Regions from separate parts of the Zea mays genome. Here region 1 is linked to region 2. The links are chromatin contacts, called in public Hi-C maps. All regions are on one chromosome and are shown on one strand. Each heading gives the region's core, a stretch centred on a gene start, on an enhancer-like site or on the middle of the called end of the contact. The rest is flanking DNA. Distances are from core to core; before and after follow the strand shown.

The links. Hi-C and Micro-C count contacts between places; a contact is called where the count stands out from the background.
Region 1: a Hi-C map of ear shows a contact between it and region 2, with 2.3 times the contacts expected there. The contact joins two enhancer-like sites. A contact is called at or near these places in 2 of 25 Hi-C or Micro-C datasets (ear and leaf).

The regions. Positions count from the first base shown.
Region 1 is chr3:114,954,369-114,958,113 of Zm-B73-REFERENCE-NAM-5.0, reverse strand. It overlaps LOC100279201 (Cytoplasmic tRNA 2-thiolation protein 2), which reads left to right. Exons shown (of 7, transcript NM_001152225.1): 7 at 1-162. Among protein-coding and RNA genes, the nearest start is that of LOC100279201, 6.6 kb to the left of the region's middle. Within about 2 kb of position 1,898, at least 18 of the 20 cell types and tissues checked have an H3K27ac peak or open chromatin away from gene starts, as enhancers often do. A contact at or near this core is called in ear and leaf, where this site is marked.
Region 2 is chr3:114,551,388-114,555,270 of Zm-B73-REFERENCE-NAM-5.0, reverse strand. No RefSeq gene overlaps it. Among protein-coding and RNA genes, the nearest start is that of LOC118476685, 12 kb to the right of the region's middle. Within about 2 kb of position 1,975, at least 18 of the 20 cell types and tissues checked have an H3K27ac peak or open chromatin away from gene starts, as enhancers often do. A contact at or near this core is called in ear and leaf, where this site is marked.

The sequences.
Region 1 (3,745 bases), core at 649-3,148, 400 kb before region 2:
TGTAACAAGATGAATTTATCCGGTGGTTTGGACAATTCGTTTTCTCTACAAATTCTGTACGAACTGTGGTTACACTCAGTTACCCTGTTGTATTCGACTCGAAGATACTTTGGGGATGTTGTGCAGACAAGCGCTGCATCTTTCAGCCTGTTCGTTGTTTTTAATTCGTATCGGCTCCTACTGTTTCTATAGTGTATTTATCTCTATGATTACAGTTGCAGCAGTCTAAACAGTCCGATTTAATCTGAAGCGGACATCCTTGCTCCTTGTAGCGCTGAAGGGATGCACAACCTATTATTGCCAATGCAAAATGGCAAAGCATGTGCACATGACACATCACATACAGATGTACAATACCCAAGCAGTTGCAGGAAATAAAACGGTAGTGTCACTGCAGATAAGTGGTCCCTTGCATTTTTTTTGCTTTCTGCAACTATCTTGTCAACTTTCTTTTTAATTACATTATCATGCAACTTTATATTCCATCCCTATGAGTACAGTAAGTCATTTTATACTATGCTCTCCATTTTAGTGCATTGTACCAGGCTACCACGTTAGGCTTTGTTCGGTTATTCCTATCACATGTGGATTGGAAGAGATTGAAAAAAAATATAAAAGATTTTGACTCCTTGTTTGATTATTCTAGTTTCATGTGGATTGTAGTTTATTGGAATGTATTGAGATGAATTTTGATTTGCTATGGATTTAAACCGACTCAATATCATCCAATCCACATGAATTAAGGGTAAAACGAACAAGCCTTTATTTAGGATTTAAACCTACTCAATTTTATCCAATCCATATGGATTAAGAGCAAAACGAACAATCCATTACAGCTGTATCGGAGTGGAACCTCTCTTGTGAAATGCATCGCATGCGTGCTTGCAGCCATGTGCACTTGTCAGTGTTGCTGAGCCCATACTCTGGTCAAACATTGGGAACCTGTATCATATAAGTAATTAATTGGGTTAAAGCTTGTAAAGGTTAGACCTTTTGGTTAGCCACTTTAATCTGATTGGGTTGGCATAAAGCCTGACCAGTGATATTAGCCAACGTGCAAGGGCTTATCCAGCTTTTCCATCAACGATGGCAACACAAATGCATACAAAGACACCCCCCTCCCAAGGACCTACAGGGCCTTTTCATTTTTTTTTACAGTTGGAACAAGACTTGTAGAACCGACTACCCGGCCAGTTGATAGCTGATGTTGATGGATTCTGGCCGAGCTTGACAGTATTTTCAAATGTTCATCGCTGTTCAATCATTAGAGCATGAGAATAAACAATGCGGATATCGATTAAGGGTCCAGTAAAATGGTCCATAAATCTCTGAGGGAATGCTTTGGCCTCCTTACTGCCGCTCAAGGAACTCGTCCTTCAAAAATCTCTGGACCTTTGCAGCATGGGGGGTTGGCTGGCAGGCACTCTGTTGAGGCCTGAGCTATCCAATCAACCCATTTCTTGAGGTATTGTTGTCCATGACATTGCAGTTGAGTGGTACTGCGTGTGCCAGCATCATCAACAATTGCTTTGTCTCGGGGGGTCTGGGCAGCAACCAGCAAGACTCCCCCCCCCCCCCCCCCCCCCCCCCCCCCAAATAGGCCTGGAAACAAAAGGTAAAAAACACATAGGGCTACCAGATATTGCTCCTTCTACTAGACTACTGCCTAGATTTTTCATGTCGTACTTGACACCATAGCATCATGGGTGTTTAAAAAGGCTAATCTAAGCAAATGCTACAACTAGCATGTTCAAGTTTGGCACTTGTAGAGTTTAGTGCCACTGTGTGTGTGTGACTTTTTAGTGTGTGTTTTTAGTGGACAAGGCCTCCACCCACACAGTGCTCACTTTAGCTTGCTTCATTGTAACAAGCAAAGGCCCACTGTGTCCCCTAGTGATTGGCACAGCTCCCTGCTGTCATTGGAATATGGGGATGGGGACAAGAAGCCAAGGACCCCTTGTGACATTGACATGACCAAACCTGGGTTTTTTTTGGTGTGTTCATTTTATTACCATATCGTGCTTTGATCCAAAAGCTTGAGGCATTGGTTAAAGAAAACATTGTTGTGTGTGGGCTGGGGGGTCTGCTAGTGGCGTAGTAGATAGCAGCATCAGTGCAGCTTCTGCACCTTGCTTCATCAAAGTGGTTTTGGGTGCAGACATGGAAGACCTATGCTCTCTGGATATGGTTTACTTTACTTGCTAGTTGGTGCTGTTTATCGTTTCATCTGCATTAGGTTTTGCCTAATACTGGTAGCTTGGAAGACTAATGAGGTTCTTGTGAGTCAACACTTGTGGCTTGATCCTAGAACTATTTTTTTTTGAATAGTAGGAGTAGGAGGGATACAACATGGCCTTTCTGGCTCTGTCTCTCTCTGTCTCTAGTGTGGGGGCTGGGGAGCCTGAATCCAGGGCTGGCTATGCAGGACCCTGTAGCAAACATGACAAGATGTGTCCTGGGTTACTGATTTGTGACACATACCTGCTTGCTTGCGATCCATAAATGCATAGCGGTGGCTGGTTTGTACAGTTCGTGTCATTGCTGTGCACGGTGTCTCGTACAACCTTCAATGCAGCGTGCTGTGTGCTGGTTCCACATGCAGGACCGTCGTCGGTCACAGTGGATCAACGCCGCGGCAGCAGCAGCAGCAGTGGACTGAAACACGACTGATTGATTCTTGGTGGTCTCTCAATCAACTGCAAACTGATGCATCCTGAAACAAAACTCCTCTGGACTGTTCACTGTTCCTGGTTGGTTTCTGCTGTGGTTCGCCAGGACAAGAGAAGCGCGGCCAAAGCAAAGGATTCAGGTCAGGTCTCGAGCTCCTGATGAACCTCATATCTCATGCAATGCGCCCTTCGTTTTCAGGCGCGAGTTCCCGCTCGTCTTGTTGCCTGGATCGATCACCAAACGCGGCGGTGGTCCATGCATCCCAGTGGACCGGATCTCCGGCCAAATCTTGGCACCTTCCCTGGCGTATTTTTATGCGCGTAGACACTGGCCCTTGAATCATGCGTTCTGCTCGCTGCCTGCCTACCATTTTTTTTTGCGTCCTCAGCTCCTGTCATGTGACCTCACATATGTATGTATGTATGTATCTATCTATCTATTTATCTATATATGATTATCATATATGTCTCATGCATTCCCCCACTATTAATTACTTGTGGATGTAGCAGACTGCAGACAGCGACTTGTGCAGACAGCTTGCCCTAGTTCACGAGCATGGAAACATATGTAAGTACTCCTATGAATGATGCAGAGATGGACATCTTCAATCTTCATAAAATGGCTCATCGTTTTTTTCAGTCACATGGTATTTCACCATTTTTCAGCTAAAGTGGTTCAGCTCATTTTTCACAAGGTTTGGACGTAGTTAATACTACTAGACCGCATGCAAAAGTGCTGCTGAGAGCCTGAGATGATAAAGTTTCTGAACGTGATGTGGGGGTTTGTGACATTGTGTGGTGTGGCAAGATGCTATGGATTAGCCTCATGATTCCTGAGCAGATACCACGCTGTGGCTGTATTGTGTCTCTGCCCGCTGCCAGATGCCTTTGCTTTCTGGATTTGTGGCCGCCGGGCCCACGCGGGTTAGTGCCCAAACTGGGTGATTTGTCGCACCGCCCTTCTTTTTATTTTCTTTTGGACGTATTAATTAAGAATTATTTTCGGATGGATAGTGCCGGGCGGTAGCTAAGATTGACGATTTGGCCATGAACCAATCCACCCTTTTCTTCTAGAT
Region 2 (3,883 bases), core at 726-3,225:
TGTTCCAATTAACACAATGATCTTGTCATGAACAATAATTAAAACAATAGTATAACTGAAACATGATCATAATGTAGTATTAATCCTAAAACTAGGTAGAGCAATAGCAAAACTACCCTAAAAGTTCAGTGGTCAACAAGGTGTGGGATAAACAAGTCTAGGGAAACCTATTAGGTCCCATCAGATTAACTTGAGCACATCAAAGTGATTAACAGGAACATTATTGGGTAAAGAAAAGTGATCAAGGACACAACTTGCCTTAGACTCGAGATTCCCAGGTACCAACTTGGTCTTCAGATTCTCGTAACCTCGTTGGTACTCATAACAATACATACAAACAGACAAGGAGTACATAAAAATAACATTACACCAAACATGAGAACAAACCACGTAAGAATATTCTACGCGTTGCTATGAGGTCGTAGGTTCAAAAATTAATAGAATCAGGGTTACAGTTATAAAGATACAATTTTCAGAAGATCTTTGTGATTCATTAATAGTAACTATATTCTATGGTGATTAGCGTAAATCATATGAGAAAATATTTTAAAGAAATAATTAATTCAACTTTAATCTAGGTTATAACTTGGTTAGAGATCTATTTTAGTTAGATTATAATTCTAGAGAGGTTGACTGACTAGATTGATTAATCAACTAACATAAGCTAAAAAAAATATCCCATTATAAAAGTATGCGGAATGATAAAAATAATGTCCTTAATGTGTAGCAATTTTATTACGAAGTTAATGCAATTTGAAAAGAGTGACACGGAGTTAAAACGAATTAGTTATGCATTTTCTAAGGTTTTTAGAATTAATTTTTCATAAAAAATCATTTTCGAATAAATTTTGTCGATGAACAGAATTTCATGGACCGAAGCCACCATTTCATAAAAGACCAGGGTTTACTCTGCAAATTACAGGACCTTGTTGAAAGGGTTTCTGACCTGGGCTGGACCGCGGGTTTATTTGTAAAAAGTGTAGGGGCTCTTATGCAACTATGTTCGGCCGAAGTTCGGCCGAAGGGGTATGTTTTCACTTGCACCGTTGGATCAAAAACCAGTGGCTCGGATTATATCGACCTTTTGTGAACTGATATGTAAAGCTAGACGTCGATCCTGTGATCGACGGTTTTGATTTAATGATCGAAGCCGTTCTCGCATTCTAATACCCGTCATCCGATGTCGATCGCTCGACCACCGCCTATCTAGGCCAAAACAATATCATAGTCGTTATAAATCCGATCGACGGTGGATACACATCTCTTCTTCTATGGTGTTTCAAGCGCGTGGAGCCAAGCTCGCACGGCGGCGTACATGCCGGGGAGGAGCGGTGCCGCACCGCCGCGCGCCAAAGCCCATCGCATACCGGAAGAGGCATGTAGGGTAGATGAGGTCTCACCATTGACCATGTCGTAGAGACTTCCACCCACGGTGGACTGCGAACGATGGCGATTCCCAGTCGCTGATGAGGAATCTTGCTCGCCATGATCATCCCTTACGCCCAATCGTGCTGCAAAAGCTTCTGGTGCCCACCGGCGAACCTCCCCGACCAGACCCGACAGCGCAGCGATGTTGAATTGGAGTATTCGCATGCACCAAAGATCCTGTTCTCTCCCTTCGCAACGGTGGTGGCTCGGTGCCCACGACGAGGATATGTGGCGGTCGGCCGATAGATGAGAAGGGCACGATAGGGGCTAGCTTTATACCTGCGCAAGGAGAGGTCAAATCGCAACCAACTCCAACTGCGCATACGAGTTTGTTACGGTGCGACGTGGTGGTGGTGGATATAGACGGAGGGGAAGAAGCTTATGGCAATCTGGGACCACCAGGCAGCGGAACAAAGCAATAGAGGCGGACGGAATCTCGATCTGATGCGAAGGTCCCACCATTCATTGAAGGGCTTCGGGCTGTGCGTGTTCCAAGATCTGGGCAGAGGCAAGCGGCCCCACATGTCGGTGTTTGAAGGAGGTCTTCAGTGCGCGGACCCGGAGACTACCCGGTGGGGCCCACGCGCAGGCGCCGATCTCAGCGTGTATGGAGTGCTGGGCCGTGCGACTATTGGTTGGGCCGACCACAGGGTGAGGTGAACTGGGCCAGTGGGTAGATTCCGCCCAGGGTGCAGGTGAGTGAGGCTTTTTCCTTCTTATTTACTATTTTTATTTTCTTTTCAATTGTAAGTCCCAAATCAACTTTGAATCAGTTTGAAAAACACATGTTAAATTAGCACAGATCAAAACCCGAGCTTGAGGTTCAAGTTATATATATATATATATTCCTTGTTTATCAATACTCATTTAAATAAATGCTTATAGTGTATCCTTTAATGAAATTAATAATCATTTAGTTGAATAGAAAACCTTTCTATTACTTCTTTTTTAAATTAATTCTTAGTTTCGAAATTCAGTCTTCAAAATTCAATGCTCATGTCTAATTTGAGATATCTGAATTTACTATTTTATTTCTTTATTTGTTATTTTCATAATGTAATGCCATTAGTTGAGTATGCAAAGAAAACTAAAAAGCAAATCAAGGAATTCCCAAAACACCCACTTATAAATTTATTTATTTATTATTTTTGTATTTTTCCCTTATACCAATTTTGCGCTTTACAAACGGACACGGCGGAGGCTCGACGGCGACCGCGGAACGGACTCGATATCACGGTGGACGGTGGTGGAGTTCCCTAGGTGCGCACGCAGAGTGAGGCGAGTGCTGGGGTGATGCGGGTGCGCGAGTGAGGGGAGGAGGGAGAGCGAGTGGGGTACTGGGCAGCTAGAAAAGGTCGGGGTGGGGGCGGGCACGACCTCAACGTGCGTCGTGGGCGAGGAGTCCATGGCGACAAGCGGGAGATTCGGGAGGGACGGGTCCGACATGCGGGGCCCACGGACCAGCGAGAGTGGGCGAGGGAACGGCGGTCAGCGCTGACGGGCGGGGCCCGCAGGACAGAGAGAGAGAACAAGCGCGTGGGCGAGGGTAACTGGCGCCGACAGGGCGGGCCCACCCGGCAGAGAGAGCGGGGAGGGGGGAATAGCGTGCGCCATGCGGGCTTGATGGGCTGGAAGGGTCGAGGAGAGAGAGGTTCCAGGCTTCTTTCCTTTTTTCTTTTATTATGAAATTCCTAATTCCTTTTGTTTTTTCTCTTTTGGATTCAAATTCAAACATGTTCCAAATTCAAATTCAAATAATTCAAACATATGCATTAGACAAAAGAATAATTTAGTCTCAGCATGATGCAACATTTCATGACTCCCATATGTTTTGATATAGTAAACAAAATAATTAGTCTCCCACCTGGTAGACATAATTATAATAAAAAGAAGAGAGAGAAGACTAGAGAGTGAAACAAGAGGTAACACCTGAATTTGGTAGATAATGAAGAAGAAATTTTATACCCCCAAATTCAGGGTGTGTCACACCCAGATTTAGGGGTCAAACTCGGGCGCGACCCACATGTGTGCTAGGATCAAGTCTCATACATATGATGACTCATGGTACAGAAACGAATGTCACACCATTAATATATAATAGAGTTCTGTACAAAATAGATAAATAATTACATCATACGAAGACAACGATCCGGCAACCATAGTTGTCTAGGAGACGACGGCCTAGACCTCTCACGAACTCATCTCGACATCCTTCATGCACCTCATCATGTGGTACCTGCTCTTGACCTGGGGGATGTGAGTACAACAAGAGTGAGCTCACATACGTTTATCGCTCAACAAGTTATGGGGAATAATGTGCATGAACTCACCAAAGGTGGGAGCTCATGTGAAGTTTAAGGCTTACCAAAGGAGATGGTTAAAGCTAAGCATTGCTTTTAAAGTTGGTCAAAATTTTATTAGCTGTTACTAAGTATAAGTAGATACCAGCCCAAAT